Linked DNA regions of Sus scrofa: region 2 is linked to region 1. A link is a contact called in public Hi-C data. All regions are on one chromosome and are shown on one strand. The core of a region is the stretch at or near the end of the contact, and the rest is flanking DNA. Distances in the headings are between cores, read along the strand shown.

Evidence for each region. A called contact is a pair of places that touch in the nucleus more often than the background predicts.
Region 2: a Hi-C map of embryonic fibroblasts shows a contact between it and region 1, with 6 times the contacts expected there. The contact joins the promoter of SLITRK5 here to the enhancer-like site in region 1. A contact is called at or near these places in 5 of 47 Hi-C or Micro-C datasets (embryonic fibroblasts, fetal heart ventricle, fetal skeletal muscle and 1 more) and 1 of 2 datasets of contacts at active chromatin or transcription factors (skeletal muscle).

The regions. Positions count from the first base shown.
Region 1 is chr11:56,727,560-56,733,695 of Sscrofa11.1, reverse strand. No RefSeq gene overlaps it. Among named protein-coding and RNA genes, the nearest start is that of SLITRK6, 210 kb to the right of the region's middle. Within about 2 kb of position 3,320, at least 2 of the 83 cell types and tissues checked have an H3K27ac peak or open chromatin away from gene starts, as enhancers often do. A contact at or near this core is called in fetal skeletal muscle, where this site is marked.
Region 2 is chr11:57,789,970-57,796,105 of Sscrofa11.1, reverse strand. It overlaps SLITRK5 (SLIT and NTRK-like protein 5), which reads right to left and starts at 3,530. Exons shown (of 2, transcript XM_013980614.2): 1 at 2,621-3,530.

The sequences.
Region 1 (6,136 bases), core at 2,071-4,570:
TTTAATAAAAATTTCATTATAAAGTAATTATTTTAATTCTTGAAAAACTTGTATGTCTTTTAATTCTTAGAAACTGAAAGAATTTTCTCCAACTTTATGCATAGTAATGTTTTTTCTCTTCTTTATAATCATGAAGATTAAAAATTATAATATATAGTAACCTTTGGTTCTTTGAGGAAATATGTTTTTATATTGATTGGTGGATTGATTGACTTCAAGAGGGCATACCATAGCACTGAATTTATTACTGGGATTTTTAGAGTCTCTCAACAGGAGGTATTTTAAGAATTTCCCTCTTAATTTGTTACTGTAAAGTAACTTGGATGGAAAAGACTTAGATTCCTTGAACATCTGGCTGAAAAGGTGGGAACCCAAATAAAACAAGTAATAGAACTTGGTCTTTAAATCCTGCTCAAACTGTATTGCTTATTATTTGCCTTTTTTTTTTTTTTTTTCTTTTTCTTTTTCTTTTTGGCCACACCCATCGCATATGGGAGTTCCCAGGCCAAGGATTGAATCCCAGCCACAGCTGTGACCTACACTGCACTGTGACAAGGCCAAATCCTTAACCCACTGTGCCAGGCCAGGGATCAAACTCATACCATCTCAGAGACAATGCTGGATCCTTAATCTGGTGCTTCACAGTGGGAATTCGTGATATTTGTCCTTTCTAGCTAACATACTAGTTTAAAAATAACTGAAAAAATATTGTTTTTGCCCATGCTATAGGTTCAGTTTCTACGATGTAATCTAGTACATGATAGGCAATTGGTAAATATTTGTCAAACCAATAAATTAACTTTGTTCTTGAAATTCTTACGTTCCCTATAATAAGCAGAGCATGTATTACAAAGTCCATTTATAAACAGAGGTAATTTCCAGGATTCCATTTTCAGTAATCCTTTCATATCTTTCCTTAATGTCAATATATTTAATATTAAAAATATGATTACCAAAGTGCTTATGTTTTACAAGTTTTAAAAATATTTATACATACACATTCAGATAATGTGTGTTTAATCAAACTTATAGGCAAATAAAATATTTTAAAATTTTACTGAAAATTGGAAAATGTAATCCAGCATTTAACACAATATTTATGGGTTTTTTGTACTTCATAACATAGAATTATTTAAATATTAATATTATGATTTGCTGTTGAATATTTATGTAGAATATTTCCAATGACAGATTTTAATATATTTTTTCAGTAAACAAAGAAATCAAATAGAAATACCAATATTTTGCATGCTAATATTGTAATTTCCAAGTATGATATACATATTTTTAATGCCAATTCAATAGTTCTTTGTTATGTAATTACCCTTTGAAGTGAAATAGTCTTTATAAAACATAGTAACTTATTATTAAATTTATTTAATGAGGAGCCACAGCAGACAACCCAAGAAAGTAAGGATATAGTACATGTTTGATATATATTTTTATTCATTTCATGCATAAATTAAGTAAATAAAATGTGTATTTTTATTAAGAACTAAGAGGGCCAAGTCAACCATATGTTATTATTTGTATCTATACAAATGTATTTGTTATACTTTTTTGAACACTTTTTTTTCACTCTTTCAAAGAAGATAAATTGTTAGCATTGTTTAAATAAATAAAGATCCATTCTTAGGTCATCCTAAATACTGTATCTCCTCATTTTGAGGAAAGTATCCCAAAAAGCCTTACAGATTTTTGTTGACCACAGCAGATTTTACTGTGAGAATCAGTTTTGTTATGTCTGACTACAAAAGAATATGAGATTTAGTGATTATCCTACATAGTGTCATTAGTATTTATTTCTTCATACCACAGATATTATATCGATATTTATTTCTTCGTGCCACAAATACTGTCACTGCCTCTGGTAGGATGCACTGTGTCTGTAGTGGTCAGCTAATTGTCTTGAAGGAGAGTGTCATATTAAGAATTCAGGGTCTAAGGTTAAGCATTACTGGGCAGTAATTAGGTAAGTCATAGTAAGGGTAGCCTTTTCTGTCAGACCATGGATAGCTTCTGTATTCACTGCCATGGCTATTCTGTACCTTCCTGAATTTATAACTTCCACTTATGCTGAGCAGATCTAGTTGAGGTCATTTGCCTGGCTTGCCTACAATTTCAATATTGTGTATTTGTATCAGATTTTTTTCGTTGTTATGCTTTACCACATTTTCGTATTTTGATCCATATTAAAATGATGACAGTGGGAGTTCCCATCATGGCACAGTGGTTAACGAATCCAACTAGGAACCATGAGGTTGCGGGTTCGGTCCCTGCCCTTGCTCAGTGGGTTGACGATCCAGCGTTGCAGTGAGCTGTGGTGTAGGTCGCTGACGCGGCTCGGATCCTGCGTTGCTGTGGCTCTGGCGTAGGCCGGCGGCTACAGCTCCGATTAGACCCCTAGCCTGGGAACCTCCATATGCTGCAGGAGCGGCCCAAGAAATGGCAAAAAGACAAAAAAAAAAAAAAATGATGACAGTGTTTCTACTAGAAGTAGAGATGCGGGCCTTTAATACACTCTTTACCTACACAGAGACCCTTTAATGTGTTGAAAATGACTTTGTATTCCTGACCCAAGAAAGAATGCCTATATGTATGTATGTATTTTCTTTTCTTTTTTTGTGGTAAATTCACATAACATAAAATGAACCATTTCAAAGTGTACAATTCAGTGGCATTTAATACATTCACTCTGCTATCCAACCACTACCTCTATCTAGTTCCAAATTTTTTTCATTACTCCAGCAGAAAATCCTGTATTTGCAGTCAATCCCTATACCTTCCTCTCTCCATCTCCCAGAAACTATCAGTTTGATTTCTGTCTCTATGGATATATTTATTCTAGATAACTTAAATAAGTGGAATCCTCTATGACACTTTGTGCCTTTCTTCTTTCACTTTGCTTAACAGTTTCAAGTTTCATCCACATTATAGCATGTATCAGTACTTTGCATATTTTGGTAAGTAATATGCTATCTTGTTGTTAACCAAATTCCAAAAATGGAGACCTGATTGAAATAAAAAGCTGTTTATTTGGGTTTTGTTAGGCCTACAGCCCAGGAGACACAGATTCAAGAAGCACTTGAACTGTGTTCTGCTGGATTACAAAATGGGGGAAGCTTATAAAAGCAGAAACCCAAAAGGTTGCAGTTAGTTACAAGTTGTTTATCAAGAATTGCAATTGGAGCTGGATACAAATAAGAATGCTTGCTAAGAAAGGATTGGTGGGGAACTGAAATGATTGAAGAGTTACAAGGAGAGAACTTGAGAACATAAAATTGCAAGTGGTATGTGTCATTCTGAAAATAGCTAGTGGTCTGGTACAGTTCAAAGAAAGTTCAACTTCTCAGTGGTGCAGAGATGTGCCACCTGACTCCATTTGTGTATGCCTGAATTGTAATTACTCCAATATAACTTCAGCTTGTCATCACTATGTGTATACTATTAAGGTAATTAAACAGAGAGGACATGAAACTTCTGCATATTTCTCTCCTGTTAATCTGTCTTTTATTACTGAGGTCTCAGCTAAGAACTCAAGTAGAGTGAAAATTATTTTTCCTCCCCTACGTTGGCACATTTGCTTATGTTATTGCCTCCCAGTCCCAGTATGTCCTCTACATTGTAGCCACAGTTATATTTCTAGAGGCGTAAATCATATCTTTCTTTTCATTAAAAGCCTCCAATAGCCTCCTATAAACTTAGAATTGAATCTAACATCTTCATTATAGCTCTCAAAGAGCAAAATGATCAGACCTCTATCTCCCTCCTGAGTTGTTCTGTGCTGTGCTAATGCTTGTCATACTTCCACCCACATTTCTTGTCACCAAACTTGCCAGTTCCTTACTGATTTAGGGTCTTCATATCTGTTACATCCTCCTTCTTCCTTTTACTGTCTCAAATGGCTCACACATTTATGTCATTTTTGTCAGAATCTCAATCTTACTTCTTCGAAGAGATCTTCAGTGGTAACTCTTGATAAAATAGTGTTCCATCTCCACCAGTTTCTGCATTGTTTTTTTACAAGTATTTAAAAATAGTTGAGATTATTTTGTTTGATCATTTCTTTTCTTGTTTATGGCCTGTTTCTTCCACCAGACCATAGCTCTTGAGAGCAAGGACTTTATTTTAGCACACTTCTGTTAGTACCTAAAAGAATGACTAACACATAAAAAGTAATAAAAAATTGTTTTAAGAATTATGTATTTACCAACTCTAAAACCACTCGAATTCTATGGCAAGTTAAGTCAAACACATTTATTAGTCACAATGAAAATTTATCTCCAGACAGTTAAAGAGAAATTAAATCATTTTTCAATATATAATAGTATGCTTTTTCTCATTATAAAAAATTAAAACTTAAAACTATATGAGACCCTAGCTTTTACTGATAAGCATGGTAAAAATCCAAGTTTAGCACCACATATTCTTGGTGACCTGTGAGGAAATAAGAATATTTATAATACTCCTAATAGAAAGGCAGGATGCTCTAATCTTTATGAAAGAGGATCTGCTAATATCTAGCAAGATTTTTATGCTTCAACAATTTGACTCAGCCATCTCTAGAGATTCTATCCCAAAGTTACAAGAACAAAATTGTGAAATATATGTAAATATATTGTGAAATATATGTAAACATATGTAAATATACATATGTTTATTGGCATTGATTCTATTTGTAAATACTGCAGGATGGCAATAGCTCAGATGTACTTCACTAGAGGATATGTCAAATTCCTAGGATATAGTCATAAAACAAGGAAAAAGTACAAGGAAAAAGTACAATCATAGAAAAAGAGAAATATTTATGTACACTATTATGGAATGATTATCAGGAAATTTCATTAAATGATAAGAATAAAAATATAAATAACATTTGATTGGGAATTATAATTAATCTAAGAAAGGTAGGCTATAAATACAAATATGATTATATATAAGAATATAAAAAGATAAATCCTGAAATAAAATGGGGGTAGGTAGAGGATACTATGGTAGATGTTAGGCCTCTTTAATTATAATTTTTACACCACTAGGTACGAAATAACATTTTATACAATTATAAAACTAAGTTAAATGTAAATTAACTAAAAGTAGAATGTAAAATGTTACCCCACCCATATATCTACTTGGTAATATAACCACACAGAGAAGCTAATACAAGTTATCTTAAAACACTGTAATTTGCTTTTATATACCTAATTAAATATGCCATAGGGGCAAAATGAACCATAAACATAGGAATTCCTGTTGTGGCTCAACAGTAACAAACCTGACTAGTATCCTTGAGGTTGTGGGTTAAATCCCTGGTCCTTCTCAGTGGGTTAAGGATCAGGAGTTGCCTTGAGCTGCGCTGCAGGTTGCAGATGAGGTTCAGATTTGGTGTTGCTGTGGCTGTGGTGATGGCCAGCAACTGAAGCTCCTATTTGACCTCTAGCCTGGGAACCTCCATATGCTGCAGGTGTGGCCCTAATTTTTTTTTCTTTTTTTTTTAGGACCGCACTCACAGCATATGGAGGTTCCCAGGCTAGGGGTCGAATCAGCTACAGCTGCTGGCCTACACCACAGCCACAGCAACACCAGGTCTGAGCCATGTCTGCAACCTATACCACAGCTCACAGCAACACCAGATCCTTAACCCATTGAGCGAGGCCAGGGATCAAACCCACAACCCCATGGTTCCTAGTCAGATTCATTTCCCCTGCGCCACAACAGGAACCCCCCTAATTTAAAAATAATAATAACATTAAACTACTTAGAGTATGCGTATTTGTTGTGATAGTCTTGGTATTATTATTCTAATACTGGCAATACATATATTTTAATAAAATAAATACATGATTATGTTGCTATCATTAGCAATTGAGATTTCTGACATGAGAAAAAACACACCTGTACTATGTTACATGAATAAATAAATGTTTTTGTAGGAGGAATTTTAAGTAAAAATTTAAAAGGTATATCATAAATGTTAGGCACAACACAAAGATTTCAAACCAATTCTCTGTTAATTCTCCAGTTTCATAAAATAATGTAATGCCATTTAATGCTGCTTTATCTAAAAGCCTGATACAATTTATTTTATATTTGCTATGAATAATGCTTATTTTTGTAATAGTGCATTGCAATTTAATGC
Region 2 (6,136 bases), core at 2,281-4,780, 1.1 Mb before region 1:
ATTCTCACAGAAAAGCCAGGAACCACAATACTTGGGCTATTTTAAAACCGTCGCTGGAAATGCCAGGGTGGGAACCGAAAGATTACTTTTCAGAGGCAAAAAGGATGGAAGATAATGCATCAAAAGGACCCGGAAGAAGCTCTTAATCATCAATTGTCTTCAGGAGCTTTGAGTATGGAGAAAAAGGAGAGAGCGTTCGCTTTGATGGTGGACTTCACTACCATGCTATTAAGCACATCAGCGTCCTAATTGCATGCACGGTGCCACTTAGCAGCGCTTCTCTGAGAGCGCCCTGCGTCCACTTCTCATTGATCATGTCAGCGACGCTACCAAACCGCTTCTTTAAGCCACTGAAATAGTTCCGCACGACGGATTACAAAGAACTCAGCGAAGGCATCCGCAATCCCGGAACACCTCCGATAGACACCTGGAGTTTAAAGAAGACGTTCCTACCGCTTACCGGGAATCAGCTAAAAGTAAACCAAGGACCAGCGCCAAAGCCTCCCTTACCTCGGGCTCCGCGTCTGTTTGCCACGGTATGCAAAACTAACCTTACTGAATTAGCAAAATTTGGACTGAACTACCACCTCACCAGCCTCCCCGTCTTTGGAGTTGCTTATTATATTTAATTATCAGTGCTTTACTCCTCCTCCCAGCGCCCCCCCCTCTTTTTTCCCGGAGAAAGGGCACTTGGGTTGATTAAGAGGCAAGATAGAAGGGTGGCAGGGAGGGAGAACAGCGAGTGACACAGGTCAGTGCTTTAATATCCGAATTTCATCTCCTCAAGAAATCGATCTAGACCCCTCCCCCTTTTTTTCTGGCTTTCTTTGTGTCCCCTTAAAGGCTTCCTTGGACTTCCTACTTCGAGTCGACAGCAGCACTTATAAAGGAAAGGACATAAATGGAGCGAGTGTGTGAGAGTGTGTGAGTTCGTGTTGCGTTGGTTGGGGGAAGGGGGGAGGGAACATTTGGTAGAAATGCTGGGCTCGGGAAACCAATGCCTTTTCTCTGGTCAACCCTACATCTGTCTCACCACCACCAAAGTCTAATGTCGAATAGCAACCCAAAACTAAAGCCACGATGTTTCTGAGTCAAGGGTTCAAGCCTGGAGATCTCGATATTGATCCCCAAGCCGACTCCAGCCTGCGTTATTAAGAGCCCCTGCATTCTCACGCACGCACATGTGCAAGTGTGCCTGCGAATCATTCACGTGTGGCCACCCAGACGTGTCGACACGAATGGGAACCCCAGTGTATAAACCTCACAAGTATCCCCGACCTCTCAACGCAGCTACAAACACCTCCCGGCTTAAAAGCGGCAAAAGCATCCTATATGAAAGCAAAACGTTTACCTTGAAATTTCCGTTCTCGGCTGGATCAAATCGGCACATCCAGTCAGCCGGGGTTGGATCCCCTCCCCCTCCCTTCTGGTACTTCCCCGCCCCCATTCACCTCCCACCCCTCTGACAGCCCTTCACAAAAAGTGTCCAGTCAATATTAAACTCCAGCGTTTACAACTCTAATTCAGTTCTCGCTAGGCAGGGTCGAAGAGCTTCCTCTCACACCCCACTCCCTTTCCCCTCCTCCTCGCCATCAAAGGAGCCCGAAAATTTGAGAAAATAAAGTTGAATGAGCCAAGGAAGGCTGACATTCTGACAGGGAAACGCATCTCCGATGTAAATTCGCGGGTACGCTGCACATTCTCAGATTGGGGGGGAGGCGAAGGAACTGTATTTGTTTTCCCCCAAGGTATTTAAACCCTGGATCGTCGACCTGAACATCCCTACATTAAGCGGTGGTAGAGCTAGGCGGGCTGGAGCCAGGCACCCAGGCCGGACCCGCGGCTCCCGGCACAGCTGCTTGCACCGCGGCCCAGGCAGAAGCACCCGGAGTTCCAGGACGCGAGGCTCCCCCTCCCCCACCCCGCCCCAAAGCGAAGGAAGGGAAAGGGGAGGAAGAAGGGGCGGGAGGAGAGGGTAAGAAAGCCACTCGGCCGCCACACACACAGACACACACACTGGAGCCTCTTTTGCAAAGTAAACGGCCGACTTACCCAGTCTCACATCTCCAGGGCCCACTCATCACAGCCACCCTTAGAAAAAATATCTCTTTGGGGTGTGCACTGGGGTTCGGGAGCCCAGGCAGGGCGAGCCCTGCGATGCGACCGGCTGGAGGAAAGAGGCGCCCGGACGCCGCCAGCCCCGGGCCGCCGCCGCGGTGGCGACCGCGGGTTCCGGGGCTCCCCAACCGGTTCTCCCCGGCGCACTCCGCGGTAGTCTGAGCGGGCAGCGGGGTAGGGGGGGCGGGGGGGCGATCGCGAGCGGCGGGCTGGGAAGGGAGGGGGGAGGGGGCGGCGGAGGACCGGTGGTAGAGGCGCTTAGCTGGAGGGGCCGGGAGCGGGAGCCGGGCGGGGCGGGGAGGGAGCTGTTGGAGGGGGAGGAGGCGCAGAACCCGAGGAGGGGTACGCGGAGCAAGCTGCCTGGCCCCGCCGGCCCCGCCAACGTGACGGTCAGCCCTGCCGAGCACCAGCTCACACTCACGCTCGCCCGCACGCTCGCTCCCACCCGCGCGATCGCCGGGTCCCCGGCACCCTTCGCCGCACCCCCTAGGCGCGTACTTACAGTTGCCATCTGCAGAGGGGCCAACTTTCTCCAAGCCGGCAGCGGCCGCCGCCCCCTCCAGCCGCCTCTGGCTCCTCGCACCCTCCGGCCTGGGTTCGCGCCGGCCGGCCCTCCCCTCCCCCCTCGGCTCTCCTCGCTGTCTTCACCACATTCCCCCTGGTCAGTGGCGCACGCCCGAGGACGAGCCAGAGGGAGAGGGGCGCAGGGGTGTGCATACATCGCCCGCCTTCTTCTTGCAGCGCACACTGTACATGGTAGTGAGGGGGCGAGCGAAGGTGGCACCGGCCCCTCGGCTGCTCCGGCGGCGGCTGAGGTTCCTGCGCTGTCCTCCGCCCCCTGCGCAGCGGCGACCACCGCGCTGGGATCTTGTCGCCGCTGTCCCCGCGCCGAGCCCGCCGCCGCCGCGGCGGCGGCCCCTAATTAGTATTTGTAAGATTCCCACATCCTCTTGGCTGTATCATCGCTCCCGGTGTTTGCAGGGGCTTTTCCTCTATTTCCTTCCCCACATGCGGCGCACGATCGTCATTATTTGGGATTTTCTATCTCCGATATCCTTGGGGGGCCCGGGGTGCAGGAACAGCGTTGTTTTAAGCCTGTGACGTGTCCCGACAGCCCCAGCCCCGCGGGTCTAAAACACTCAGAGAAAGTCGCGTCTTCTTTCGGGGGCGGTGAGGAGGTGACATCGTAGTAAGCATCGCTGGGGTCTCTAAGACATCCGCTTCAGCACGGGCGCAGGACCTCGTCCGGTGCACTTGTTTATTGTCGCGCCACTGGTGCGAGCCAAGCTGCAGCAGACATGATGGGCCCGGGGCGAAGCCGGCTCTCCGTGGCCGATAGATGGCAGCCGAGGGCGAAGGCGTCCCTGGGCTCCCCCCGGCGGAACCGGAGCCCCCCTCCCCCTTGGATGTCACATTCGTGGGAGACAGAGGAGTCTTGGACCATGTGCGTAACACGAGCGTGGGACTGTGCGATCTTTGGATTGAAAAAGAAAGGAGTGGAAATAACCCCGACAGTGTCAGGCTTGTTAGTGGTCGGGGACAGATGAATCCAGCCCTGTGCTGATCGCCTGCCTTCCACCTCCCAATTAGACTATCACAGCCGGTGCTGCTGTCTCTTGTACTTACTGTAAAGGACCCTGGAAGAGGGAGTGGTTCATCCTAGCTGCAAACAAGGGCGGTTTTTTGTTGTTGTTTGCTTCTTTTTTTTTTTTTCTTTTAAGAATTACGTTTTATAAGTATGTCTGGGCGTTACAAGGGAATGTGAACGACTTTTCAGAGAGATTGTGAATATATTTGATGTGTTCTAAAAAGCTGGAAATCCCTAAGTAAATGCAGTATCGATAGAAAGCAAGTTTCTTGAAGAGTCACCTGCTAAACTCTACTAGCGTCATCTCTACAGTAAGTATTCTTGGCTCTTTCCAGGAAGCCAGAAACTTCCCTCCCCAAATATGCCTTACATTCATAGGTGTTTGTATTATTAAAGCTGTAGTCCATCCCAGATATAGAAAAAAAGTTGATAGAAATAAGTGACCCAATGCAGGCTTAAATGCACATGTGCCTGTTCCTTTGATAACTGGGTAGTTTTACCACTTAAATGTATTTTATCCATTTGATTTTGGAATTAATTATGAAGTATCTTTTGAAATTGTCTTAAACGTAATTAATATTGTGTCCTTCTTGTAATATCTGGGGGTAATATTATGATTATAATATGAAATTAATGTAAATTCTGATATATGTATATATATAGCCACTAACATATCTTCCCACATCCTCTATGTTGAATTAGAGTTTTCCAGAGGTGGTGAATAATGCAGTCTCCTGAGATTTTGCAACATTTCTTGAAATTTCTCCTGACTCTATTTTGCAAGTATTTTTTTTCCTAAGGCCATTCATACTCTGTTTGGAAACAGTCTTGTTTATTTTGCTTAAATGTGGGGTAAGCACAGGAAGGAAGAAAAGAAGCAATCTATAATATCAAATAATTCTAAATAAAATCTTATAATAGAACTTCCTATTAAATTGAGAAACATTTGGCTTAGGGATGATAACCATTTAGTACAGGTACGTTATATAAACAGAAAACTTAAACTTCACCCAGAAAAGGCTTGTTGCTCTAATTTTTTATTTAGCTATTATCTTCTAACATGACATAAACATTTTAGAAAATTTAAAGTATAAAATTACTTTTATCTTTTCAAAATGAAAGTGTTACAGTGTCATAATTTTAAAACTATGCATTAAAGTTAGAACTTTTGGAATATAAATGTTGTTTCTATCAGACATGTTTTTTCAATGCTGATAACCTCTATAGAAATTCTCAAAGGGTATAAAATGGCTTAGTTAATTATTGGACTATTCAAAATAGTTGAAACATAACTATTTAGTTTATTCTTTTATTACTTTCCTAAATCTTCACAACTACATTTGATATCAAATTTTGTTTAATTGTTGGTTTTCCGTTACTTTAAATATTTATTATCCTAATTAAAATACATTTTGTCGAGATAAGAAGTGTGAAACTGTTTGCAGTTAACTTAGGTTATACTTTTGCTGGAAACATTAACACTACAAATATTCCAGTTTACCTCTTGTGATTCAAATAAATATATGACAAATTTCTACCATGAACTCAATGTTAAGGATGGCCTGAGAAGCCACCATTACTCTTTACCACTAGGTGTCTCTGTAAGTTGCTTTGCAGGAAAGTGAATTTTGAGAAAATACTGTGACATGAAGAGACAAGAACAGAAGAACAGAGAAGGAAAATATCATAGAAATAAGGAAAAGTCTCATTTATTAGTGTGCAGACTCCTATTTGTTTTGAATATTGGCTATTGCCTAGAAAATAAGTAAATCTTGTAACTAATCAAATCTGAGCAAGATTTTTATCTACAGGAACAAATACATCTATGTTTTAGACTATGTTCAACAACATACAGTCATAGGATATGTATATGATACCACACAATACTCAAATACACACACTTGATTACATAAATACACATAGGAACTAGAAAATTAAAGGATTCACCAAATACATCTCTCCAGAATTAAGGTCACTGATACTGAAATAAATATTATTTGATTAAGATGGATGTTAAAACCTGAGAATCTTTGTCCAAATGTTCATGAACATATTTATGCATATGATAATTAGCTCATCATCTAGTGTCATTATAAATACATTTCATATGCGGTAATGTATCTGTCAATAATTAGTGCCAATTATGGACATAATTTGATATCTGCAAACTATAATTTAAATTCAAATCACAATTAAAAGACTTGTCACTTGAAATTGACCATATATTTTGTGATTTCGTATTTATAACTACCTGGAATTATTGCTTCAATGCTTTCTGAGCCCTGGAGGACCTGGAGGAATTCTTACATTAAAAGCATTCCTTAAAATATCTCATGATATACATTCATGTATCACTGTGTGATTTCTTTAGAATATTAAGATTCTTAGTCAAGAATTATAGTCCCTCATGAGACAGTCTAACAGAGACTA